Regions from separate parts of the Mus musculus genome. Here all the other regions are linked to region 6. A link is a contact called in public Hi-C, capture Hi-C and promoter capture Hi-C data. All regions are on one chromosome and are shown on one strand. Each heading gives the region's core, a stretch centred on a gene start, on an enhancer-like site or on the middle of the called end of the contact. The rest is flanking DNA. Distances are from core to core; before and after follow the strand shown.

Region 1 (2,982 bases), core at 63-2,562, 1.9 Mb before region 6:
ATCGACTCAAAATCTTAAGTTCTCATCGGAAGCCGAAATGGCTAACCTTCCCCCGGCTGTATCTAGTTATTCTTAAAACCTTCTCTGTTTTGCACTTTACTTGTTGACACGTCATTTGCAAATGCACACCAAGATGGCTGATGGCCCTGGGATGATCTCTGCTTTGTTCCCCAGTCTGTGTCCTCAGTTTCCCCCGCTATGGTCTTCATGTTTGTTTTGTTTGTTAGAAGAGTTTTCTGTTTTTGAATGTGCCTACCCATCGCTGTTGCTCCTTGCAGCCTGCGGGTCCTCTTCGCCGCCCCTTTTAAAGAGAGATTGAAAGCTCACCTATCTGCAAGGCACTGCAATTTCATACAAAACCCACACAGTCTCTGCATCTTTAAACAGTCAGGTAAGAAAACCTGACAGTCCTGCGTACCATCCTCCCGGTTAATCCTTAGGTCGCTTTTCTGGCTAAATGGGGATGTCTACCGAGACTCCACACCTTCCTTCCTGCATTAGCAGGGCCCTCAGGAGACTCAGGCTGGAGACAGGAGGGACGGGTAATTGTTTTCCTCTGCTTTCGCTAAATGCACATGCACCAGGGAACAGAGACACAGACCTAACTCTTGAGAATAGGGCTCCTCAGAATCTTCTCCGTGTCCAATCCAAAGCACAAGTGGGACATTCCTATTCCTGACTTTTTTCTATGGTGGGGGGAGCTATGGACAGGGCATTGACACTCAGCCTTGAGATCGATTAGCTCAACCAATATTCATTTTTTTCTTCTGGCATTAAACTTCAGAAAGTTAGCTCTGTGTTAGGAAAATCTACTTTGCCCTCTGTATTTCTGAAGGTCAAATAAATATTATGTTCTACTCTCGAAAAATGTAGTGGTAGGCAGGCCATGGACAGTTAGGACACATTTAATAGCTCTGTCCAAGAACTGAGAGCGGGACTGAGGTGAGGGTCAGACGGAGCCGCTTTTACTGCTATACCACAGTGAGAGAACCATCGTTCGACTGGGTCAAAATAAGGAATCCAGCCCCCCATGGAGGCCTGAATATCACTTTCTCAGGCTAAATTTAACATCTTGGAGACCCACAAGGAAGGCAAACTGCGAAGGCTTCTTCCTCTTTTCAGAGAGAAAATAGAAATGAGAAGTCCTGGTTTAGAATCCTCCACCACATTAACACTCAGGGAAAACTAATATTAAAAAGTAAGATTTTAGGGAAATTTGTGAAGCAATTAAGCCTCAGGGATGACACGGCTCTCATCAGGTTAGACAATGGCTACCGCATTTTAAAAGCTGCTTAGCAGCCTCCTCCAGCTTTCACCACGAATATTTTTGAAGAAATATTTGCTTAACCAGCCTCATATTGAAGAGTCCCTCACACCTGGGGCAGGGTGTTATCTGGGTTCTTTTTTGTTGACTGACAGGTGCCAATCTCCTTGTATAGACTTCTTGAGAGAGGCATATCAGGAATCAATAGTTCCAGAATTTGTGTCTGATAGGCAACAATGAATTATTTAATAGATTATAGGTACAAAGTAGTAATTGAGTCAATCCTAAAGCCAGTGAGCTAGCCCCCCTCCCTTCTGCATATTAACTAACTATGAATTTTGGGGCTGTAACTTAAGGAGCACACACGGACCCAAAGCTTTCATGTGGCTGATGTCATCTTGTTTTTTAAACCGGATTAGTTAAACTAACAAATTCTAGAAGTTTCCATGAACATTCGCTTGTGGTACCCTGAAAGGTGCTGCTCAATTTTGTCTCCCCAGCACTCGGTGCATGGTAGGGGACAGAAGCTGGTCCCCCTCGCTAGGGTCAGCTAAGTCCCTGACCCTTGCTGTTTCTTATCAGCACTGAGAACAACGGGGGCCAAGGGGAAAGGCCAATTCCTTACTGATTGGCTGTCTCCTCGGTCTGCATTCTTCATGGAAGGCAGGACCCCTTGCTTGCCATGTATCTGTCTCTTTTTAAGAAAAATCGTCACTCTCACTGTGGTATTGCCTCGCCATATTGTCTTAAGCCAGGAAGGTCATTTCAAAGGCAAAACAGCTCCTGGATTGGGCAGAAGTAGCTAACTCCCTGTCTCTGCGCCATTTTCATACCTCCTTTTCAGTTGTTCAGGTAGAAGTATTGATTTTTTTTTTTAATTAGAGAAATAAGTCTCTGCCTATCCCACCAATTCTGAAGCAGGGAGGGACTCGGAAGCTTAGAGCCTGTCGGCAAGGGTTGTGGATTCCAATTTTTAAGTGAAGATGTAACTGAAAAGATGTTTTCCTGAGAGTACAAAACCCTACACCAGTTGACTCCAGTGAAACCTGCAGGGTGGTGGGTGGGAACCTCCTGTGCTGGCCAGCTCTGGCTGGCCAAGGGGTGGCCAAGGCCCGTCGGCCATGTTGGAGCTGCACTGCAGCAGGCGAGGCTGCGGCCGCAGAGGACCTGGCCTCAGAGACGCTGTCACCCGGCCAAGTGCTGTTCACTGTCCTCTGCAACCAGGCACCATGTTCCAGCGCGAGGGGCTGCTTTGGGTGGACACCGGTGCTTCTACTCTTATTCCTATTTGTTGCCCCAAAGGTTGAGAAGGGTGTGGGGGTGCACCCATCAGCTCTTTCTTGGGCTGTCTAATATGCAAATTAGAAAAAAATGATTAGTGGCAATTAGCAGCTGTGCTTTCTAGAGGTTAGTATACACTCCTTCAAACGTCCTGTCTCCTGCAGGCCAGGTCCATACCACCTGTCCTGCTCAGTGCCCTGCTCAGATTTGACACTTACTCTCCGTTAAACCCATTAACATGCAGGATCCTCATCTGCTTCACAATGGTGCTTTTGCCAGACTCTCCAGCACCTGAGAAAGGAAAGTGAGGGCGTGGGTTAAGAAACAGGCTTGTCACACTTCACCTGGATGATGGCCTTGGAAAGCAGCAGAAGCAGCACACAACAGACACACAATGACACAACTGCAAACCTCCTTCACATGACGACGCAGTGAAA
Region 2 (3,076 bases), core at 387-2,886, 1.6 Mb before region 6:
AAGATTTGTTTCCTACTTATTTCTATGTAATATTATTTCTTTCAGTCTAAAAATGTAAAACATCCTTCAAATGTAAATGTAAACAAAAGCCCCAACACACTCCGAGCTAGTTTTCTATGCCTTGGGACCGAAGTTAACATCCTGCATCCTTTTATCCTTAAAACTGCTTGCACAGAATAAAAAATCCCTTTTCTGTGAATAATATGGTCAAACATATTTTCCACCGTGACCTAAACAGGGACAACTGTCCTGGCAAGACAGTGACAATCACGATACACAGCTTAGTTTTTCATTAGCACTTCCATAAATGATAAAAGGAAAAAATTAAAAGGCAACTGTTTAAAAGGCGGGAAAGCTGCAGCGTTTCACGAACTATGTTTCAAATGCAGCCCCTAAGGTCGTGGGGTGACCGTGCATTCCCCCATGTTTCAAGGCTGCTTCCATTCAAACCTTCCCTTTTCAATTAAAGGTATTATTACAAAGCTAACAATATTCATCTGGCTGCACCATTCAGACCCGCCCCCTATCTGAGAGAGCAGGAAACTGAGGCTCTGGAAGCCAAAGCCTCCATCAAAAACAAACCAAATACAGCAATCATACTGGAACATTGCTTTGAAAAAGAACAACAACAATAACAAAACCCTACACTGCTAGGCGAAGTGAAGTTCTGGTCAATAAAATCAAAAGCCATGTGCTATTTTGGGGGATTAATTTTCACATCCGCATCATGTTGGTTCCTTTTTTTGTTTTGTTTTGTTTTTTTAAAAAAAAGTTCGAATGGAGAAGCTTAATTTCCTGTGTGGGAAATGGAAAATGAAGCGCCTAGCACCTTGCAATCTCACCAACATGAGTCCTCGGAGGGGGGAGGGCGGGGGGGGGGGGCAGCAAAGCAATTACTCCTAGTGTACATGGCCACACCGAGAACTAGGGCCATTGGAAGAAAAATAGTGGGAAAGAAAATGAGCTGAGCTGAGCAGACCACACACACACACACACACACACACACACACACACACACTCCTTCCTGGGGGGGGGGGGTCTGCAAGGATTTGAGTCAGCTAACCACCCACCTGGCCCACAGAACCAAAGTGAGGCCATTGCAGGGGGGGGGGGGGGGAGTGCCAAACAGAACAGAACAAAACAAAAAGAAGGTTGGAGAAAGGCCTAGGTTCCAAGTCCTCGTGTTAAAACATATGTAAATCGAGGCTGCCCGACGGATGGTGGGGGAGGAGGACCAGGAGGCCCAGGAAGTGAGAAGGCAGGGCAGGGGTTGATACTGTGGTCCCCATTGGGGGTTGCAAGTGCCCCATAAGCCATGGCCGTGCTCCACTTCCTTCTGTATCACACTCCTAGTCGTCGTCGCCTTGTTATTGTTGTTGTTCTTTTTTTCTTTTTTTTTTTTCTTTTTAGACAGAGAGACAGACAAGAGACAGACAGACAGGCAGAGCCGCAGTGCACACGGTGTGTGTGTCTGGAGAGGCCGCCAGGAAGACTCACCGCAGCAATGCTACGTGAATGCAGAGGGCTGGAGGTGGTGTGACTACTCACTTGCTCGGCTAACAGCTGCCGGGTTTGGATGGAATTATTCCGCAACAACAAGAAAGCGTCGGTTAAACGCCTGGTGGCCATTGTCTCCCCCTTTGTGACCCCCCCTCTCAGGGTCTCCCACCCCCCCTTGTAGTCCTGATTTGTTCACTTTCTCTCTTGGTCTGGCCTAGCTGATTCCACTCTTGCACAGAAATCTCTCTTGACAAAGCCTTAGGCTTTTCACGGCGCGATTTTGCAATCCGCCTAAGCGCGGAGACCCCTCCCCAAATAACCACCTCGCCTTTTCCAACTGCCTGACTCCCCCTACCCCAAGGCTGGCTCGGATCTCAAAGCACTCGAATCCCCCCAATCCTAGCGTCGAAATCAAACGTCCTGGAGACCCCTCCCCAATCCCAGCTCGGATCCACAAGCGCCTGACGCGCCAATCCGGCTCGGGGATGGGAGAGACCCCTACCCACTCACTTCCTAAGACCTCCCCAAAGGTGCTGGCGCCCTAACCCTAACTCAGAGCGCCTGCGTGCCCGGCATGTGGCTCTAACTCCGAGTTTGGGTTAACTCTCCTCACAAAAGGCCTGCTCCAAACAGGCCGAGCCCACAACGACAAAGGAGCGTCTACAGCTCCCATATAGTCGCCTGAGCCTACTGAGGCTCAGCCCGACCTGACCCCTCTCTTTCCTGTGCGGCCTGCTTCTCCACTGCCAGGAGGCTGCGGGCCTCCACGAGGACCTCACGGCCTGCCTCCCCCAGCCTCCTCACTCCTCTTCACCGGCACCCTCCATCCCGGGATCAGGCTGCAACCCTGCCCAAGGCCGCTTCCGTGCAGTGGTCCCGGGCTCTAGCATTCCCCCGGCCCTCTTCCTGTCCGTTCCTCGCGGGTGCCCCCCTGCGACATTCATGAGATTGCTTGCAACGTTCCGGGAGCGGGAGCTCCCTTATTGCCCTGCCCCGGGATGGGAGTGCTCCGCCCTCTCTGGGACAGTTCCCGGGGCGCCTTCTTCCCCTTTTCCTAAGAGTGTACAGACTCTGGGGCAGGCGTCCTGGCCCCAAAAAACGGCTTCAAAACCTTGGCCCTGGAGCCGAAGACCACCACTGGGGTCCAGGCAATTGTAAACTTCTAGTAGGATTGTCAGGCAGGCAGAAATGTGGAAACGTGGCTCTTGCAGAGCCTAGTCCTGCGCGGGGGCGGAGGAAAAGTGGAAGAAGTCTGCCTCTGCAGGCCAGGCACGCTCCACTGCAGGCGCCTGGCGCTGCTGAGATGGCCTTACCTTTTTATTTTTTTATTTTTTTTCTTTAAACTGTGAGAAAAAAAAAAGTATCCGAAAAACAACCAGGCCAGGGAAAAAAGAAAAAAATAATAATAAAAAAAGCTTGGGCGCTAGGCCTTGCTGGCCTTACTGTGGGCAATAAAGAGTGGTCAGGCATCTACACTTGGGCACTACAATGTTGTGCCCAAGTGGGAAAGGTTCCTAAACTTAGAGACAACCCCTCAGCCCCACTCCCCCAAAAAGTACTTTGTGTTGAGGTTATG
Region 3 (3,087 bases), core at 179-2,678, 2.0 Mb before region 6:
ACACAAAGGACATCACTCTGAGTCTTCTTTCCTTCCTTATGCCCTGGGCAGGTGGCTGAGTCTTTCTGCCTTATTTTACTTATGAATAACACTCAATTCAAACTCTAGAACAGTGGTTCTCAGCCTTCCTAATGCTGCAACCCTTCAACACAGTTCCTCATGCTGTGGTGAACTCCACCTGTAAAATTACTTTTGTTGTTACTTCATAACTGTCATCTGCTACTGTTAGGAATCACAATGTGAATATGCAAGATATCTGATATGACCCCCACAGGGTCACAGCCCACAGGTTGAGAACTGCTGCTCTAGCGCCTAGCCTGCGATACCACACAAAAGCACTTAGCCCAACATCCAAATTAGCTAAATCCAACTCTATATATCCACCTCCGAGTTCCCAAGTGATGTAGTATGCTCTAGCATACAAACAGATGCCCAGGGTCTTATGTCCTACTGGTCAGCAGCTAGCTCTATAGGACCCCTGGAAGCTGCAACTGATGACTGACAGCTCCTGGTCCAGCAACCAACCAACCAACCACGGAGGGCTTCCCTCACTCGGTTCCAGAAACCCCTCACCTTTCCTCCATCACCCTCACTGCACCACTGACCACTCCACTGGTATACCTCACTGCATCCCATATTCATTCAAAGCTCATCTCACTTCCTGTAGAAAAGCCAAATTCCAGGGCCCCTACTCACTGTCCAGAAGGATATGGGAGGCTTAAGTCAGTCATACAGCTGGGTGGACTTCTGATTTCCTAACCCTGGTGTTTGGGGGGACACTGAACGATACCCGTTCCCCATCTCTCACCCAAATCTTGGACAGTCGGGGCTACGAGATCTTTCCTGTCCTGTACTCTAAGGATGAATGAAATCACCCAAAAGTGGAAAAAAAAGTTTGGTCTGTCCAGCACCGGAGAGTGTTTTCCCAACCCCAGAATGCTGCTGGAGTTTGGAGTTAGTTTGTTCACTGTATCACTGTGGTCCACTTCTCCCTTAGAGTCTGTCCTGCCCCCTCGGGCACCATGGCTTCTGCTTCGCAGAGATCAGCCCCAGGTGTCACTGGGAATCGGAATGCATGGGAAACTGAGGTCCCTAACGGGGCAGGACCGGCCCGAAGCCCTGAGTGCAGTTCCTGGACCCGCTTTGCTAGGGTCCGGGGTCGGAGGTCAGGGAGTCAAGGGTCACGGGTCCCCGTACCCGGGTCTGGCCGGAGCAGGAGCCGCGAGGACAGGACACAAACCCGGCTTCCTGGCGGAACGCCTACGGCCCTCTCACCTGGCCGCCGTCTGCCTCTTCGCCCCACTCTGAGGCATTCCCGAAGTAGTCTTCTCCCATAATTGTACCCGGCGCCGGACCCGCCATATCTGCCGCGTCTCCTCACTGCGCGTGCGCCGGACACAACAAATGGAAGAGCGCGTGCGCGGTTCTGGGCCTCAGGCAAGGCTAGAGAGGCGGAGTTGGAAAGGGGCGTGGTTACAGAGGAGGCGTGGCCTAGTCTTTGGCCTGCTGGGCGGGGAAACACCTTGTAGGATCTCTCATGAGCAAGATGGCTTGAGTCACAGCTTTATGTCTGCCCAGAACACTTCCAAGTTACCTTTTCTCCTTTTTAAGACAGGGTCTCGCCGGGCGCGGTGGCGCACGCCTTTAATCCCAGCACTCGGGAGGCAGAGGCAGGCGAATTTCTGAGTTCGAGGCCAGCCTGGTCTACAAAGTGAGTTCCAGGACAGCCAGAGCTATACAGAGAAACCCTGTCTCAAAAAAAAAAAAAAAAAAAAAAAAGACAGGGTCTCACTCGGAAGTGCAAGCATGCTTCCAGTTGCTATAAAAACCTCGAACCTTCAGTGAGCTTAAGCTTTGCCTGGACAGTGCAGCTGCCAACCGAGCAGGTATCACAGAAATGTTCGGATTTCTTTTACTATGGGCAAAAAGTACTCGGTGCATTGCAGAGCGAGATATAAAACATATTTCCAGTGGAGGAGGCCCTACAGCCTACAAAAGCCATGACTGGGCTCTGGAAAAGTGGACCCACTGAACACCTAGACTGAAGATACCTGGAGAGGCCTCCTGGCAGGTGGCCCCAAATCATCGATCGGGGAGGTTAACACCATGGGCTCTGGATGCAGACAGTGAGGAGAGGCTAGAGAAAAGAGCCAGCCATGTAGTACAGTCCTCAGGCACTGTCTGCAGAGCTGTTGGAATGCTATTTTACTTCTTCCTTCCTTCCATCATTTGACAAGTGTTTGTTGAATAACTCCTAAGTGCCTGGATCATTGATAACACCTGGAGTACAGTGACGTACTCAGGGACGAGATCCTTGCCACTTTGCCACCCATGATCCGAGGGAGCTAGCCTGCAAACAAAGGGGAGAAATGATAATACTGGATAACCAAAGTAAATAGTCTGTAATGATAGAAGAGACTTTCCCAAGATGCTCAGGGTGGCTCTTTCCATTCCAAATAACCTGGTGAAGAAAGTCCCCCACCAGAGCTTGTGGCACCCTGCATTGTAGTTGATGCCAGAGCCACCCAAGGTGACAACCACTTGCAAGGCTTTAGTCCGATGGCACATTGAAGCACTAGACACAGAGTTAGCAGGTAGTCAGCAGGAATTAGTTATTATAAAAGTTCATCTGGATTTTTGTTTAAGGAAAGTGATGGAACAGATATATCTGGAATGTCTAGCTATTTGCTACACCCAAAGAGGACTTATGGAGAGGAGGGAGGAAACCAGAGTTGCAGGGAGTGAGGAGGAAGGTGGAAAGGCAAGGAATGGTCTGGTAAGAGGCTACTTAGACTTCCAGTCTGTACACTCACAGATAGCCCAGCAGGAGGTAGGTTTCTGCCTGGGGACAAAGATGTGTTCAGGCTGAGGCCATTGGAGGCAACCCTGAAAGGCTTCTTTGCAGATGGTGGAAGGACCACTTTCCATCTCTCTGCTTGGTGGGTCTAGATCCAGCTCACATGATGAAGGAGCTTTAAGTTCAGGAGTGCCCTGCTATGGATTTGTTTCAGGCTCATTTTTATTTGTTTTCTGAAAATGTTGGGAATAATGAATGTCTGTTAAATTCCAACTATGGCTCTTAGATAC
Region 4 (3,399 bases), core at 495-2,994, 1.7 Mb after region 6:
CAAACATAGTAACCAGCCGCAGGGAGATAGCAAAGAGAGAAATAGGCCAAAGGAAGCAAGCAAGAGTTTTATAACAATCCAGGCTGTTTCTCCCCAGCAGACATCCCTCTCTAGCGACAGTTACTACTGAGAAATTTCTTTTATTCCCAGTCAAATTAAAGGCACATTTAGAAGAAGAAGAAGAAGAAGAAGAAGAAGAAGAAGAAGAAGAAGAAGAAGAAGAAGAAGAAGAAGAAGAAGAAGAAGAAGAAGAAGAAGAAGCCGCCGCCAGAGACCATATAAAAGACTGGTAGCAGATACAATGTATTTGTGGACAAAAATACTCATTGGATCACTCAGCCTAATGGAGACATTGACATTCTCACCAACACTAGCTTTCCTTGCTAAGTAAACTTACATCTCAGCTCTGCCTCACCACCACCACCCCCACCCCCGCCCCCGCCCCCAGCCTCTGACAAACACAAACCAACAAAAACAGCCAAGGTATTAGACACATGGCAAGAAGAAGTGGGGTGGGCTGAAATACACACACACACATTCATATTCATATATATGTATACATATATTCATATACATATATGTGCATACATACTCCAATGTCCACCCCTCCCTAAAGACTGTACTGTCTCTTAAAACCCAAAGAAAGGCAGGATGGTTCTCTCCTGAAGTGCCCCCAACAAGAGAAAAGCAAACAGCCTTAAGATGGGAGCCATTGGGATTCATTCATTCTTTCAGCTCATATTCCAGGAGCTTTACGCAGGCACCATGCTCCACAAGAAATGTGGATCTGATCGCCCAGTCGGACTCAGAAGGTGGAGTCTAAAAAACAGAAACCCACTGCCCAGGCTCAAGAGTAAGGAAGTTCCGATCTGGGGTTCTACCAGGGAGTTGGCCCTGCCTGAGGCCAGCTCTCTCCTCCTCTGCCAACACCTGAGCCGCAGAGCAGAGTCCCTGGGGCCAGATAGTCACTGACCTTGATCCCCACTCAGAATATCTGCCCTGTGTCCTGGCCTCCATCCATCCCCTGGAAAAGTTAAGTTGGCGCGAGTGGGATGCCGGCCGGGGACATCCGGCAGGCTCAGCACCATGCCATGCTTTCCAGATTCAGCACCCATGGCTACCGGGAAATATTTATTCCGAGTCAATGGGCTCCAGTAGCCACCGCCAGAAAGTCAAGCCATCCGAGAGATAAAGATAGCTCCATGACATACTGGATGCTGGCGTTAGCGCCGCAGCCGCGGTAGCCTGGGATGTGGGCTGCGAGAGCCACCAAGCAAATCTCCAGCGCCAGGAACCGGGATGCTGGCCGCAGACACAGACCCTGAAGTCGTGAACAAGGATCACAGAAAGGATGATACGTACCCCTAGGCGTCTGCTCCGGATCCTCACGTACCCCTGCTTCACTATGTCATTAAAATTGGAAGCCATCCCAGACAGACAGTGACCCTGCTGCCCCCAGCGTGCGCTCGGCACCCTGAGTGGCTTCGAGGAGGGATGTGGGGAGGAGGGTCAGGACAGAGACTGAGGGAGTGAAAGTTAACAAGGTGATGCGGTGAAACCAGGCGTCAGAAGGCGCACATCGCTTCCCCTGTCTCCCCAAAGCCTGAAAGTGGGCGGCCCGCCGGCGCCCAGCAGCCACTTTGGGGGAGAGCGGCGGGGAGGCGAGACTGGAGCGCGGCGTCAGCTGACTGGGCGGCAGCCTGCCAGGAGGAGGAGCCGCTCCAGCTCCCAGGAGGAGGAGAAGGACCAGAACAGAGGAGCAAAGAGAGGAAGGAGGAAGCAGAGATGGCCCAGAAGGAGGAGCGCACGGATCCCCTCCCCCGGCCTCCGCCCACCTGGCCCCCAGCCGCCCTGATCCCACCTCCTCTCCCCAGGGGCGGCTGCGCGTCCCTGCGCATAGCAGACATCCACGAAGCTCCAGCTCCTGCCTGTCGTTTAGAGAGAAGGACATCGGACTCTTTTTTTTTAAAAAAAACAGCTGTGTGTGCCCCAACCCATCCCTTCAGCCCCATCATTTTCACATAAGAGCTAATTAAGGGTGTGTCTGTGTCGAGGGAGACTGAGCTGTGTGGTTTACTTGTGACCTCTACATATAAAGGGAAAGCCATCTCCATCCCCATGGCTTATGCTCAGCTCTTCCATGAGGACTCCCTGCTGTGAAGCTCGAGGCTTGTATCATTGTCCCTTTTCTGGTTTGAGCCTGTCTTCCCAGTAAGACTGTAAGTTTCTCCGGAGCTGATTCTTGGTCTGTCACTGCTTTGTCCTCAACCACCACCACCCCCAACCCCCGCTCTATATAGATGATCAATAAATCTCAGGACTTTGTCAGTAGCAACTTGTACCGGGCATCCTTTGTACGCATTGACTTTGTTCAGCTCCCCTGCGCCCATAGAGGTGTGGCCTCTTTGTGTAATTACCAGGTTCCCACGTAAACCTTCATAACCTGACAAGATAGCCGCCCCTGGCAAACATTGTGCTCCGCCTTCCTTTAGCAAACTTAAGTTGATCACCGCTGATACTCTCTTAACATCGTCTTTCCCGGCTTTGCTACGGGAAGAGTGATGGTGATTTTAGCATCTAGGTTTTACAGAATCCGAAGCTGAGAAGAGGCAGTCCCTGGGGACTTGCCCACCATCCCACAGCTGGCCAGCACAGGGCCAGGACAACGGGATGAGGCTGCTGAAGGGACGATGTTGGGCTGACGTCATAAGCACAAGGTTGCTTCTTGATCTCCAACGTAGGTCTTGGTCTCCCTTTACTCAACAGCTAGACCATTCTTGGTCACCAGAGGTGACCTCAGTCAGAGCTAATGAGCTGGGCGACCTTCAGTGAGAGTCACAGAGGACGAGTCATCTATTTCACAGGTCCTGAGATCTGATGACATTGAGTTCCCCTCATCTCTAATATCATACAGGACTTCCTTTGTCTGTGGGAACTCTCACTTTAGTCATCCTGGCTTGATGGGTATTAGTCAGTCAAAGAAGAGAAATCACCCAAGAATGTGTCATAGAATTGAGGCTAAATTGGGACAACCAGAAAACAGAGGTGCCCATGAGGAGAACTCTTTGCTATATTGTAAACCATCTGCTCTGTCTTCGTGTTTCTGTTCTATGAAAAATGATGTTGTAAGTGTCCGCCTTTTGCCCAAAGAGGAGAAAATGAAGTCATTTGGAAGGCTGCTTTGGAAGAGCTAGCACTATTAACCGACCCTGCCCATGGCGACCGTGAAGCGGAGGTGTCTGTGAACGACACCTGTCCAGCACTTCATTTGTACACCAATTACAGTGTCACAGGAACAGAAAATGAATCGATTGCATAAGAAGCTAGAAGTGGGTGGCTGGCCCATAGTAACAGAAATCATAGATGAGGGGGGAAATGGGTTTGGAAATAATGATGATG
Region 5 (3,277 bases), core at 657-3,156, 1.9 Mb after region 6:
TGTCTCAGAAAAGCAAAAGCAAGGACAATGTTTATCGTGGAACTGACCAGTGTAACCCACAGCTGAGAGCACAGTCTAACAAGAGAGGCAAAATGAACCTGTTCCTACCTGGCCAAATCACCGTGGCCCCGGACTGTACTCTGCTACCGTGTAATAATTTGTGGGTGACAGACCAGGGCGAGGGGCTCTTTCGAACTCTGAAGCCTCCCCAGGCTCAGCAGCCATTCCCTCTTAATGAACTGGGATGCTGAGCATCAACCTTCAGTGGTCAGAAGCACTGACTACACGGTGCCAACAGCGAGAACACAAAGGCATTCTACAGGGGCCTTACAAAGTAGAGTGAAAGCAACTGTCTTCAGCCAAGCGCCTCTCATCAGAGACAGACAGGCAAACGGACAGACAGACAAGGAGCCCGGGGTGGGGTGGGGGGGAGACACACACACTAACACACACACAGAGAAACAGAGAGACAGACAGACAAGGAGCCTGAGAGAGGCAGAGGCAGAGAGACAGACAGACAGGAGCCTGGAGTGCAAATGCTCTTTAAATCACAGCTTTTCTTCTGCGCTTCAGTTTCCTCTTCAGCTAAAAGTGAATAAATACAGAATCTCCCAAAAGGTTGACACAGCAGATCAAAATAATTAGCAAATGCTAAGAACTGTCCGAACACACTGTGAAGCCCCAATAGCTATCAGCTGTTTGCTTGTTTGTTCTTTTTTTTTTTTCCCCTCCTCTGCAATTCTTTCCCTGTATTAGATACACCTGCACTCCTGGAAACACGTTTAGGTTATAAAAACCCACATGGAAGTTTAACTTAAGTTGGTGGCTCAAATTTAGCTCAAGTTTCAAAATATTGGTTGAAAGGGTTGCATAGCCATGTCTACTGCCTGTCATGCATGAAGCCCTGGGTCCACCACACCAGCACACCAAAAGCCAGGGGTAGTGGCACACACCGGTGATTCCAGCACCTGGAAAGTGGAGGCAGGAGAGTCAGAAATTCAAAATCATCTCTGACTGCATAGGAAGCCGTGGACCAGTCTGGTGTGTACACACACACACACACACACACAAGTCCGTGTCTTTCAAAAGTGTGATAAGACATCACACCGAGCCCCATGAACAAGGATCGGACGTCGTTTTAAAAATGATAAAGAGCTCTAATTTGACCAAACAAAAATCACCAGACCCAGCATCTCACCAGATGAGTCACCAAAGGAATGGCTGGCTGGCTGGCTGGCTGTGAAGTGTGCGGGGCAGAGCGTGGGGACCCGTGTCCTTCCTAATGGCTGGGAAAAGCCCGGAGAGCCACCGCGCTCGCTCGGGCCGACTGCTCTCAACGTCAATTAGACACTCGGTGCACGGAGCGTGGACCGACCGGAGCGGTCCGGGGCGGAGCACAGAGGTGCGGTAGCAGACGACGCCCCGGGATGCGGTAGCAGACGGCCCGGGATGCGGAGCCCGACCCGGTGCCCGAGGAGATGCACGACCCTGAGCAGGTGAGGCGGTTGCCCTGACGGCGAGCGGAGCGGACAGAAGCACCCCTGTACCCAGCGCGGGCCCCGGCCCCGCGCATCCCTCACCTCCTCAGACCCCGGCCCCCAGCGCCCCGCGTCTCCTCACACGCCCCGGCCCACGGCTCCTCGGACCCCGGCCCCGCCGCACTCACCGCCTTCTTCATGGTGGCCGCCATCTTGGACTGAACCACGGGGCGCGGGGGAAAACCACTCGGGCGTGCGTCACCCCCCGAGGTCCCTCTCGAGCCCTGCTGAGCCAGACTCCCCCCTAACGCACAGCACTATCTCAACACTGCTGCTATCTGTGTCTCTGAACTATAAATTCCCAGGGCAAGGACTCAGGAAAAAAAACTATGCCCTGGAAACACTTGGTATCTTCCAATTAAAGGGACAGGCAGCTTCCCTCTCGGCCGGCATAAATACCAAAAGCGGCCAATAGTCGGGCCCGAGATCCCAGCCACGGCCAGCAGGGGGAGCGCTGGGTACCACCCAGCTGTGTGGAATGGGAAGCTTAAGAAATTCTTTTTCCATTTATTCAACAACCTAGAGAGAAGCTAAGGAGGGTAAGGGCGTGGCTTCGGCAAAGTATTTGGTAAATCATTTGGTCAAGTATTTGCACTCAAGCATGGGGACCTGAGTTCGATCTACAGCCCCTACCACATAAAAACCCAGTGCTGGCGAAGCTACAAGCTGAAGGCCACTCTTGAAGTTGATCTTAGCTTGTATGCCACTGATCACTGCAGGGGACACTAGGGGATCAGCCAGGAATAGATGAAGCCAAAGGTAGGTGACACCCAAAAAGATCCAGAGCAGTGGTTCTCAATCTTCCTAGTGCTGAGACCCTTTAATACAGTTAAATGTTGTAGTGCCCCCCCCAACCATAAAAAGTAGTTTTGTTGCTACTTCATTATGTAAATTTGCTACGGTGCTGGGTCATAATGTCAATAAATATCTATTTTCTGATAGTATTAGGCGGCTTCTGTAAAGGGCTCCCGATCTATAGGTTGAGAACCACTGACCTAGAGCGCTATAACAAACTTAAATGCTTAGATAATAGCTTACTGGACGGTTGCTTGGCTATTTATATTTAGAGACAGGGTCTTGCAATGTAATCCTAGCTGTCCTGGAACTAGCTGTGTAGACCAAGCTGGCCTGAAACTCACAGAGATCTTCCTGCCTCTGCTCTCCAAGCGCTAGGATCAGAGGCGTGCTCCATCATGTGCAACTGAAATGAATTCTTTTATGTGTTTAAAATTAAATTGGTTCAGAAATATGTCTTCCACTCGCTCAAATATGTTAGCCTGGGAAGACTGCCCACACAGGGCCCAGTGGGCACCGAGCTTCCTTAGTAACCAGGGCCATTGTTAACTTCGGTAGCCAAGACTTTGCTCTCAGAAAGTCGGAGGTCTGAGGGCAGAAGAGCTTAGAGTATTGGGGTATGGGCCATTGTCTCATTTACCAAGGGACAGGGAGGACCAGGTGTGAGCCGCAGGACAGTAAAAGCACGGCTGGGCGCTCTTGCATCTCTGCCAGTCCCTCCTATGGCTTCAAGCACAAGGGCATGCCAAGGAGGGGAAGAGGGGCAGATCTCGCCTGTCTGCTTATGACGCAGTGGGTCTCAACCTTCCTAATGTGACCCTTTAATACAGTTCCTCACGTTGTGGTGACTCCCAACCATTAAATTATTTCATTGCTACTTTACAACAGTAATTTTGCTATTGTTATACATTGTAACGTAAATGCCAGACATGCAGGATGTCTGA
Region 6 (3,040 bases), core at 425-2,924:
TCCCAGAGCACATGGGAGAGAGAGATACATAGTCGATAACCACAGAGGCAGGGATCATAGAAAAAAAAAAAAAAAAAAAAAGGAAAGCAGCAGAGGGGGCGGGCCTAAAGAGTGACTGCAGCTGACTGTGGTGAAGGCTGGGTGGACAAATGAGGGGAAAGAGCCAAGCAGCACACACTGTAACCAGCACTCCGGGGGCTGGGGCAAGCCTGGGCTACCTCACAGCAAGACCTTGCTTCAAGTGGCCCCTCCCCCCCAAGTCATGATGTCACTATGAGTGAGGAATGTTCAGGACGCTGGGGCAAGGTCTATGGTATCTAGAACAGAGTGAAAGAGCTAAAGAGGGGCAGAAGAGAGGGCAAAAAGACAAGCAGAGGTTTGTTCACACAGGACCCAATGGAGTTTATTAGGGATGTGTCAGGAAGTTATGCAGTGTCTTAAGTACAACACTGGATGGGATTCACCTCCCATCCCAAAGTTCTCTGAATGTTGGATCAGGAAACATGATCCTCCCCGTGCTGGGAACTGTATCGGGGGCATTCTCTCCCCGTGCTGGGAACTGTATCGGGGGCATTCTGTGCCTTCTATTATTAAACAGTCATCATCAACACTAGCTTTGAAATGCACATAAATGGATGGGGACAGTGGTTCATGACTCTAGGCCACGTCAGTGGTGTTAACTAACTTTGCGGCATTCAATTTCCCATCCATTAAGTACACACTTTGCTCAATGTCTTGTAAGATTTACAGAATGCCCACGCATTTATTCAAAAATATTCACTGTGGCAGAAACTGTGCTAGTTCTGGAAGAAAAACAGTGCACAGAGTTCACCAGGAGGAGCTTGCAGTCACGTGACCATCAGCTGGGCTCAACCACCAATTCAGAGTGCTAAGAGCTGATAATTAGTTTAAGAAGGGTGTGACTTCACAAAGGGGAATGGTTTGGGGAGACTTTAATACACAAAGCTCAGGCTGGAGAGATGGCTCCGTGGTTAAGCCTGTGTACTGCTCTTCCAAAGGATCCGCGTTTGGTTCTAACAGCCAAGATTAATGGCTCACAAAAACCTGTAGCTCTAGCTCCCGGGCGTCCGATGCTTTCTTCTGGCCTCCTTGGATACCACACTCACACACAAAACATTTTTAAAAAAAGTATTATTCAAATACCAAGGCCTGTTGGCCAACACCTTTAATCCCAGTGCTCAGCAGGCAGAGGTGGGAGTCCCAGCCAGCCAGGGCCACACTGTGAGAGCCTTTCACAAAAACACACAAAGTCCATAAATAGCATCTATCACCGTGATCGTCGCTAGCTACAGATACGTTCCAGTCCTGGCTGGGCCACTAACTAGCTCTCCAGTCTCCGTCCCGTTCAACGTTAATGTTTCAAATCAACACAGCGTCTGTGGGGAGGATCCCAGTCTAACCGTACTGTTCAGTGCCTGCAAACAGTAAACCCTCCACAAGCGCTGTGACCACCGTTCATCCCGAGCCCCGCAGCCCGCAGTCCCCACTGACCTTCTCGACCTTCTTCGGCCCCTTCACCAGCTCGTGCCTCTTGGGGATGGTGCCTCCGTCGCAACCCATCCCAAAGCCGAAATCAGAAACCGTAGCAAAAACCAGAAGCCTTAGCAAAGACGAGAAGCCGTCGCTTCCGGGGTCTCTGGCGAAACCCTACCTACTTCCGGCGCTCCTTGATGACGCACACAACCAGCGCGCCGCGAAAGGGGCGGGGTCGCCGCGCGAGGCCTTGGTCCACACCAATTGTCTTGAAAATCTTGTCCGGGAGTTGGGCGTGGTTTCAGGGCGACGTGCTGGAGCATCCTTGGAGTGCGTCCACTTCCGGTCGTGGGCGGTCCCTGTTTTTTCCTCTGTGGTTCCGTAAGCTTGGGCCTGAGGGAGGACGGGAGAACATTTGTCGGGGTTGTCCCGAGGTCTGCGTCTCTGGCATTTTTGCAGACCAGTAGTGCTGTAAGTCTAAGGAGGAGATGGCCGGAATCTGTCTTCTCAGCTACCTCTCATGTATTTTAAATCCAGACTTAGAAAAGAAAAGACGTTGTGGGTGCTAGAGGGATGGCTCAGTGGTTAAGATCACTGACTGCTCTTCAGAAGTTCTGAGTTCCATTCCCAGCAACCACATGGTGGCTCACAACCATCTATAATGATATCTGATGCCCTCTTCTGGTGTGTTTGAAGACAGCTACAGTGTACTCAAATACATAAAATTAAAAAAAAAAAAAAAAAAAAGACGTGGTGGGTGGGCCTGCTTGTGCGCTACCTAACTGCAGATGCCTGTCGAGGCCTGAAGAGGGTGTTCTATCTTCCTGGGACTGGAGTTGATATGGTTGTGAGCTGCTGGGGTTCTGGGAATCCATCCTGTGCTTACTCAAAGAACAGCAAGCATTCTTAGCCACTGAGCGCCTCTCCACCCTGTATCCAGATGTATTTTGGGCAGAAGCTAGGGCTACAGTGTCTCCAACAAGCTTAGAGTAGCCACTCATCCCATTGTACCAGCTACAGAGATTAGTGCAGACAGAGAAAGGGGAGGGTGATCATATTGGGAAGAGAACAAATAAGGGGTTCAGTGACCCCCTAGTCTGCCTTTGGGGTACTAACATGAGCTGTAGGCCCAGAGGAACAACAGGGGCAAATGGTATGCATAAGTGAGCAGTCCTGGGATAAGTATGGCCTCCTTCATTTCTGTGTCTACACCAGTCCTGCAAGGTGGCCATTCTGAAGCCCACACTGCTTAAAGTGACCAGATAGTCTCAGATGACCATCTTTTCTGCCTTTTCACCCTCACTTAGGGGAGTGCTGTGTCCTCTGGGACTCCAATGCTCCTGGGATCCTAGGTGGTTGCAGGCCTAAGAAGTGACTTACTGTGCCTTCAGCTTTATGACACTAAACACCCTCAACTTGTCGATGGCTCTTTCAAGGGAGAGAGTCACACGTAGGTGTCTTAACAGTAGTTCTGCATCTGATTTTGTGGCTTCTGAAATTTCATAGCTCAAAGGATGCAACTTGCCACAAAATGCAGAGATCAATC
Region 7 (3,367 bases), core at 759-3,258, 2.0 Mb after region 6:
TGTCTCCCCGCCATCTCTCAATGGTGCATGTGTCCTACCTGAGAGATAGACCCACTTCCACGAAGTTAAACAGTTATCTGCATAGACTGGGATTTGAACACCAAAAGGCAGTGGTGCACATGGACTGCAGGAGCTGTAGCAGAGTCACCATCCCATACCAAGGAAAGAAGCCCATAGACCTGGCCATGGTCCATGTGAGCCGTGAAAGTCTGGCCACTGCTGGTCTCCAGGGATCGTGGACACACCCACTACGGCTATCCCAATCCTAGAACAGAGATGAGAGTTAATTCAGAGGAATACAGTCCTGCCTAAACCACATTAGCCTGGGGCAAATCTGCCACCTATGAAAGGTACATCTGTACCACCATGAAAATATCCAAAGGGGTGTGTTATTACAGTCTCCCATCCAACCATTCACTCCACAAACACCGAGCGACCTTACTGGGCCCTGGGAGCCACTGGTAACCCATAATAGTCACAAATGTCTGGAACATCCCGGACATTGATCTTCCTGCTTCTTCCCACCCCTCTACAAGGTTGTAGTGATGTTTAAAAAAAAAAAAAAAAAAAAAAACGGATTATGCCAGGCACGGCGGTGCACACCTTTCAGCCCAGCACGTGCAAAGCAGATGCAGGCAGATCTCTGTGAGTTTGAAGCACTGGGCGAGCATAGACACACACACCTACTTGTCTTAAAATGTAACGTATGGGCTCCTGCATAAACGCACATGAGGTACATCTCTGAGGCATGGGGCAGGCTTCTGCGTCTCAATGGGCTTGCCAGGGAGAAGGCACACTGAAGCTTGATAATCTCTGCCCTCTCTACACTGTGCCTATAGATGAGATGGTGTGCACTTAAAGGGCTGTCAAGAGTCGGGTTGGTGGTACGTGTCTGAGAACTCGGCACTTGGGAGGCTAAGGTACAGGGAGAAAGAGCTCCAGGACAGCCTGGGTTACATAGGGAGACCCTGTCTTAAGACCCACAAGTAAATCTGTCAAGAGCATGAATCCTTTGGTAGGCATTGTCACAACAGTAAAATGTTAAATAAAATAGCGAGACAGAATGAGTTAACCGCCACTGCTCTATCAGGGAGAATAATGGCTCCGTAACCCTCCTGGCTTCCTCTCAGTGGCCGTGATTTGGGGCTCCCAAACTGCCCATCTTCAGTGAGTCTTCGCCTGCTACGTCCCGTGCGTGGGCACATTACCATGTGCTGAGCCCAAAGGGATCAGCCCCTGAGATGATTTACACACTTGCTGAGTCACCACGTGGGATTTGCTCCTGTTGACACTGCGCTGAGAACTCAGTGCCCTGTGTCCTCCTCTGCTGAAGTCACACTTTAACTGGGAAGTCACAGGCCTCCCTGGCCTCCCTGACCTCTCTCAGTAGGTCAGTGATCTCTGTACACACTGCAACTCCTCTACGCTGGAACCAGCTGTTGCTTCATTGATGAGGGATGCAAGGAGCTGCTGAGCCGCAGGTGATTGGCAGCGAGGTTGGAGGGGGGTGGGGAATGCTGTGGGCCTAGCCTCTGAGCTCTGCTCCCAGATGCTTCTGGGCCTCTGAAATGTGTGAGCGGCCTGGCAAAAGGGGTCTCAGAGGCATGGGGTCACATGGGAGCTGAGGAGATAGCACATGCTACCCAGTCTCCAGCCTGTGTGGCAGCCCTCACTTCTAAACCCAGAAATAGAGTCTCAGTCCTCCAAGCTGGATTCTATAAACCCGAAACATTTTGTGAAAGGTTTAGAACCGTCCCCAGAATGCCCCAGAAGATACAAAGGGTGCTGAAGCAGTAAAGAAAGACACAGGAGGTGTGGTGCGTGCCTTTAATTCCAGCACCCAGGAGACAGAAGCAGGAGGATTCCTGCACAACCGAAGCCTATCTGATGTGCACAGAGAGACCCAGTCTCAAAAACAATCCAAAGAAAACAAAGGTCTGGAGACGTGGCCCGCAGGTTAAGAGGGCTGGTTAGGCAATCACAGAGACCAGAGTTCAGTAACGACTGGTGTCTCACGCACACCTGAAACCTCGGGTCTGAGGGAGCAGAGACAAGAGGATTACTCAGTCCCTGTCCCAGAGGCGCCAGTGGAGAATGACAGAAGGGGACATCCTCTTCTGGTGCCTGCACACACATGTGTGCGTACACAAAGTAAAAATTTAAAGGCGAGAGAGAGAGAGAGAGAGAGAGAGAGAGAGAGAGAGAGAGAGAGAGAGAGAGAGAGAGAGAGGTTAAGAGGAGATTGTTAGGGCATGCACTGCTCTTCCAGAGAACGGAGTGCCTTTGGTGGCAGCACACACACAGGTGGCTCCCAGCTGCTTGTAACTCCTCTAAACTCCACAAGATTCCTATTCCTGCTTTCTTGTCTAGGAGGGCACGACCCACCTCCACACACATGGAAGAGACAAATAGCAAATCCCCCAAACGGGTGTTTTTCCTTTCTTTTGAGGTGAGGGTGGTATGGGTTGGGAGGTAGGGGTTGTGTGGAGTTAAGACAGAATTTCTCTGTGTAGCCTTGGCTGTCTGAGAACTCACTTTAAAGACCAGGTTGGCCTCGGAGTTCACAGAGATCGAACTGCCTCTGCCTCCCAAGTGCTGGTATTAAAGGTGTGCAGCACCATGTGTGCCTATAAATAGGTCTTTTTAGAAATAAGAAATGTTTCCAGGGTTGGAAAAAGCAGTGGCCATCTAATTTGACTTATACTTTCACAGTTCAGCACTGCAGTGAGAAATGAAATATTCCTGATGTGTTTGTCTCCCCTGGCTTTCCATGGAGCAAGCCCTTGCCCTCACCGCCCTCTCCAAGGTCACACACATCCCGAGCCAGACCGTGGTATTCACTGGTTTACACTACTGTATCAAGTCAATGTGCTCAAGATATGACCAGGCCCTGGCATTGTCTCTGAGCTTCATTCAACATCATGTCTGCGGTTTGGTTTTTATTTCAGCATCTCATTTTGACAGTGTTACCTTGCTCCTATGTCACCGAGATTTAGTTGATGTTAATTTTTAATTTGAACATAATATCAACTGAACGACTTATCTCCTCTTGTTTAGCCATTATCTTGTGGCTGGGTGTTCAGGGGCTTTCTCCATTGTCTGTATCAAATTATCATGTCCTATATACTCCTGCCCGTGTCCCTTGTGTGTGCCTAAGAGTACGCTGCCAGCTCACTGGGGACTTGCAGGTCACAGCCACATGGGGCCTCTGTAAAAGCTCACCAGATGGCTCTCCACCATGGTCACAGCATTTGAAGTCCTCATCAGCATTCTGTGAGAGTTTGGGTCTTGTATCTACAGTTATTAGCATGCATAGAGCCCTGGGTTCCCTCCCCTGAACCAGACAAGCTGGCCAAAGTGGGATATG

The links. Promoter capture Hi-C pulls out the DNA fragments that hold promoters and counts their contacts. Hi-C and Micro-C count contacts between places; a contact is called where the count stands out from the background. Capture Hi-C pulls out chosen DNA fragments and counts their contacts.
Region 1: a promoter capture Hi-C map of pre-B cells shows a contact between it and region 6, with 4 times the contacts expected there. The contact joins the enhancer-like site here to the promoter of Rtf2 in region 6. A contact is called at or near these places in 4 of 39 promoter capture datasets (the 3T3-L1 cell line, liver and pre-B cells), 1 of 484 Hi-C or Micro-C datasets (B cells), 1 of 115 datasets of contacts at active chromatin or transcription factors (microglia) and 2 of 9 other capture datasets (adipose tissue and liver).
Region 2: a Hi-C map of B cells shows a contact between it and region 6, with 11 read pairs. The contact joins the promoter of Stx16 here to the promoter of Rtf2 in region 6. A contact is called at or near these places in 8 of 39 promoter capture datasets (the 3T3-L1 cell line, 3T3-L1-derived adipocytes, the C10 cell line and 4 more), 1 of 484 Hi-C or Micro-C datasets (B cells), 2 of 115 datasets of contacts at active chromatin or transcription factors (large pre-B cells and pancreatic cancer cells) and 1 of 9 other capture datasets (liver).
Region 3: a promoter capture Hi-C map of pre-B cells shows a contact between it and region 6, with 10 times the contacts expected there. The contact joins the promoter of Nelfcd here to the promoter of Rtf2 in region 6. A contact is called at or near these places in 1 of 39 promoter capture datasets (pre-B cells) and 2 of 484 Hi-C or Micro-C datasets (B cells and CD4 T cells).
Region 4: a promoter capture Hi-C map of embryonic stem cells shows a contact between it and region 6, with 3 times the contacts expected there. The contact joins the promoter of Dok5 here to the promoter of Rtf2 in region 6. A contact is called at or near these places in 3 of 39 promoter capture datasets (cranial neural crest, embryonic stem cells and hippocampal neurons).
Region 5: a contact with region 6 is called in a capture Hi-C map of embryonic stem cells, with 6 times the contacts expected there. The contact joins the promoter of Pfdn4 here to the promoter of Rtf2 in region 6. A contact is called at or near these places in 8 of 39 promoter capture datasets (the 3T3-L1 cell line, the C10 cell line, hippocampal neurons and 3 more), 1 of 15 datasets of contacts at CTCF or cohesin (large pre-B cells), 4 of 484 Hi-C or Micro-C datasets (B cells, the G1E-ER4 cell line and muscle stem cells), 5 of 115 datasets of contacts at active chromatin or transcription factors (acute myeloid leukemia, astrocytes, embryonic forebrain and 2 more) and 2 of 9 other capture datasets (adipose tissue and embryonic stem cells).
Region 7: a contact with region 6 is called in a promoter capture Hi-C map of liver, with 4 times the contacts expected there. The contact joins the enhancer-like site here to the promoter of Rtf2 in region 6. A contact is called at or near these places in 5 of 39 promoter capture datasets (the C10 cell line, cranial neural crest, hippocampal neurons and 2 more), 1 of 115 datasets of contacts at active chromatin or transcription factors (embryonic stem cells) and 1 of 9 other capture datasets (liver).

Annotation. Positions count from the first base shown.
Region 1 is chr2:174,334,066-174,337,047 of GRCm38.p6, reverse strand. It overlaps Gnas (GNAS (guanine nucleotide binding protein, alpha stimulating) complex locus), which reads right to left. Exons shown (of 12, transcript NM_010309.4): 2 at 2,764-2,836; 3 at 257-301. Among named protein-coding and RNA genes, the nearest start is that of Gm30189, 8.2 kb to the right of the region's middle. Within about 2 kb of position 1,312, at least 39 of the 459 cell types and tissues checked have an H3K27ac peak or open chromatin away from gene starts, as enhancers often do. A contact at or near this core is called in microglia and pre-B cells, where this site is marked.
Region 2 is chr2:174,075,611-174,078,686 of GRCm38.p6, reverse strand. It overlaps Stx16 (syntaxin 16), which reads right to left and starts at 1,636. Exons shown (of 9, transcript NM_172675.4): 1 at 1,498-1,636. The coding sequence starts at 1,629.
Region 3 is chr2:174,414,145-174,417,231 of GRCm38.p6, reverse strand. It overlaps Nelfcd (negative elongation factor complex member C/D, Th1l), which reads right to left and starts at 1,428. Exons shown (of 15, transcript NM_020580.3): 1 at 1,276-1,428. The coding sequence starts at 1,362.
Region 4 is chr2:170,730,152-170,733,550 of GRCm38.p6, reverse strand. It overlaps Dok5 (docking protein 5), which reads right to left and starts at 1,744. Exons shown (of 8, transcript NM_029761.4): 1 at 1,363-1,744. The coding sequence starts at 1,428.
Region 5 is chr2:170,509,859-170,513,135 of GRCm38.p6, reverse strand. Pfdn4 (prefoldin 4) reads right to left here and starts at 1,906. Exons shown (of 4, transcript NM_001110152.2): 1 at 1,667-1,906. The coding sequence starts at 1,690. It overlaps Gm16796 (predicted gene, 16796), which reads left to right and starts at 1,209. Exons shown (of 3, transcript NR_040367.1): 1 at 1,209-2,297.
Region 6 is chr2:172,439,212-172,442,251 of GRCm38.p6, reverse strand. It overlaps Rtf2 (replication termination factor 2), which reads right to left and starts at 1,674. Exons shown (of 9, transcript NM_025542.2): 1 at 1,513-1,674. The coding sequence starts at 1,581.
Region 7 is chr2:170,457,997-170,461,363 of GRCm38.p6, reverse strand. No RefSeq gene overlaps it. Among named protein-coding and RNA genes, the nearest start is that of Gm34608, 10 kb to the left of the region's middle. Within about 2 kb of position 2,008, at least 31 of the 459 cell types and tissues checked have an H3K27ac peak or open chromatin away from gene starts, as enhancers often do. A contact at or near this core is called in liver, where this site is marked.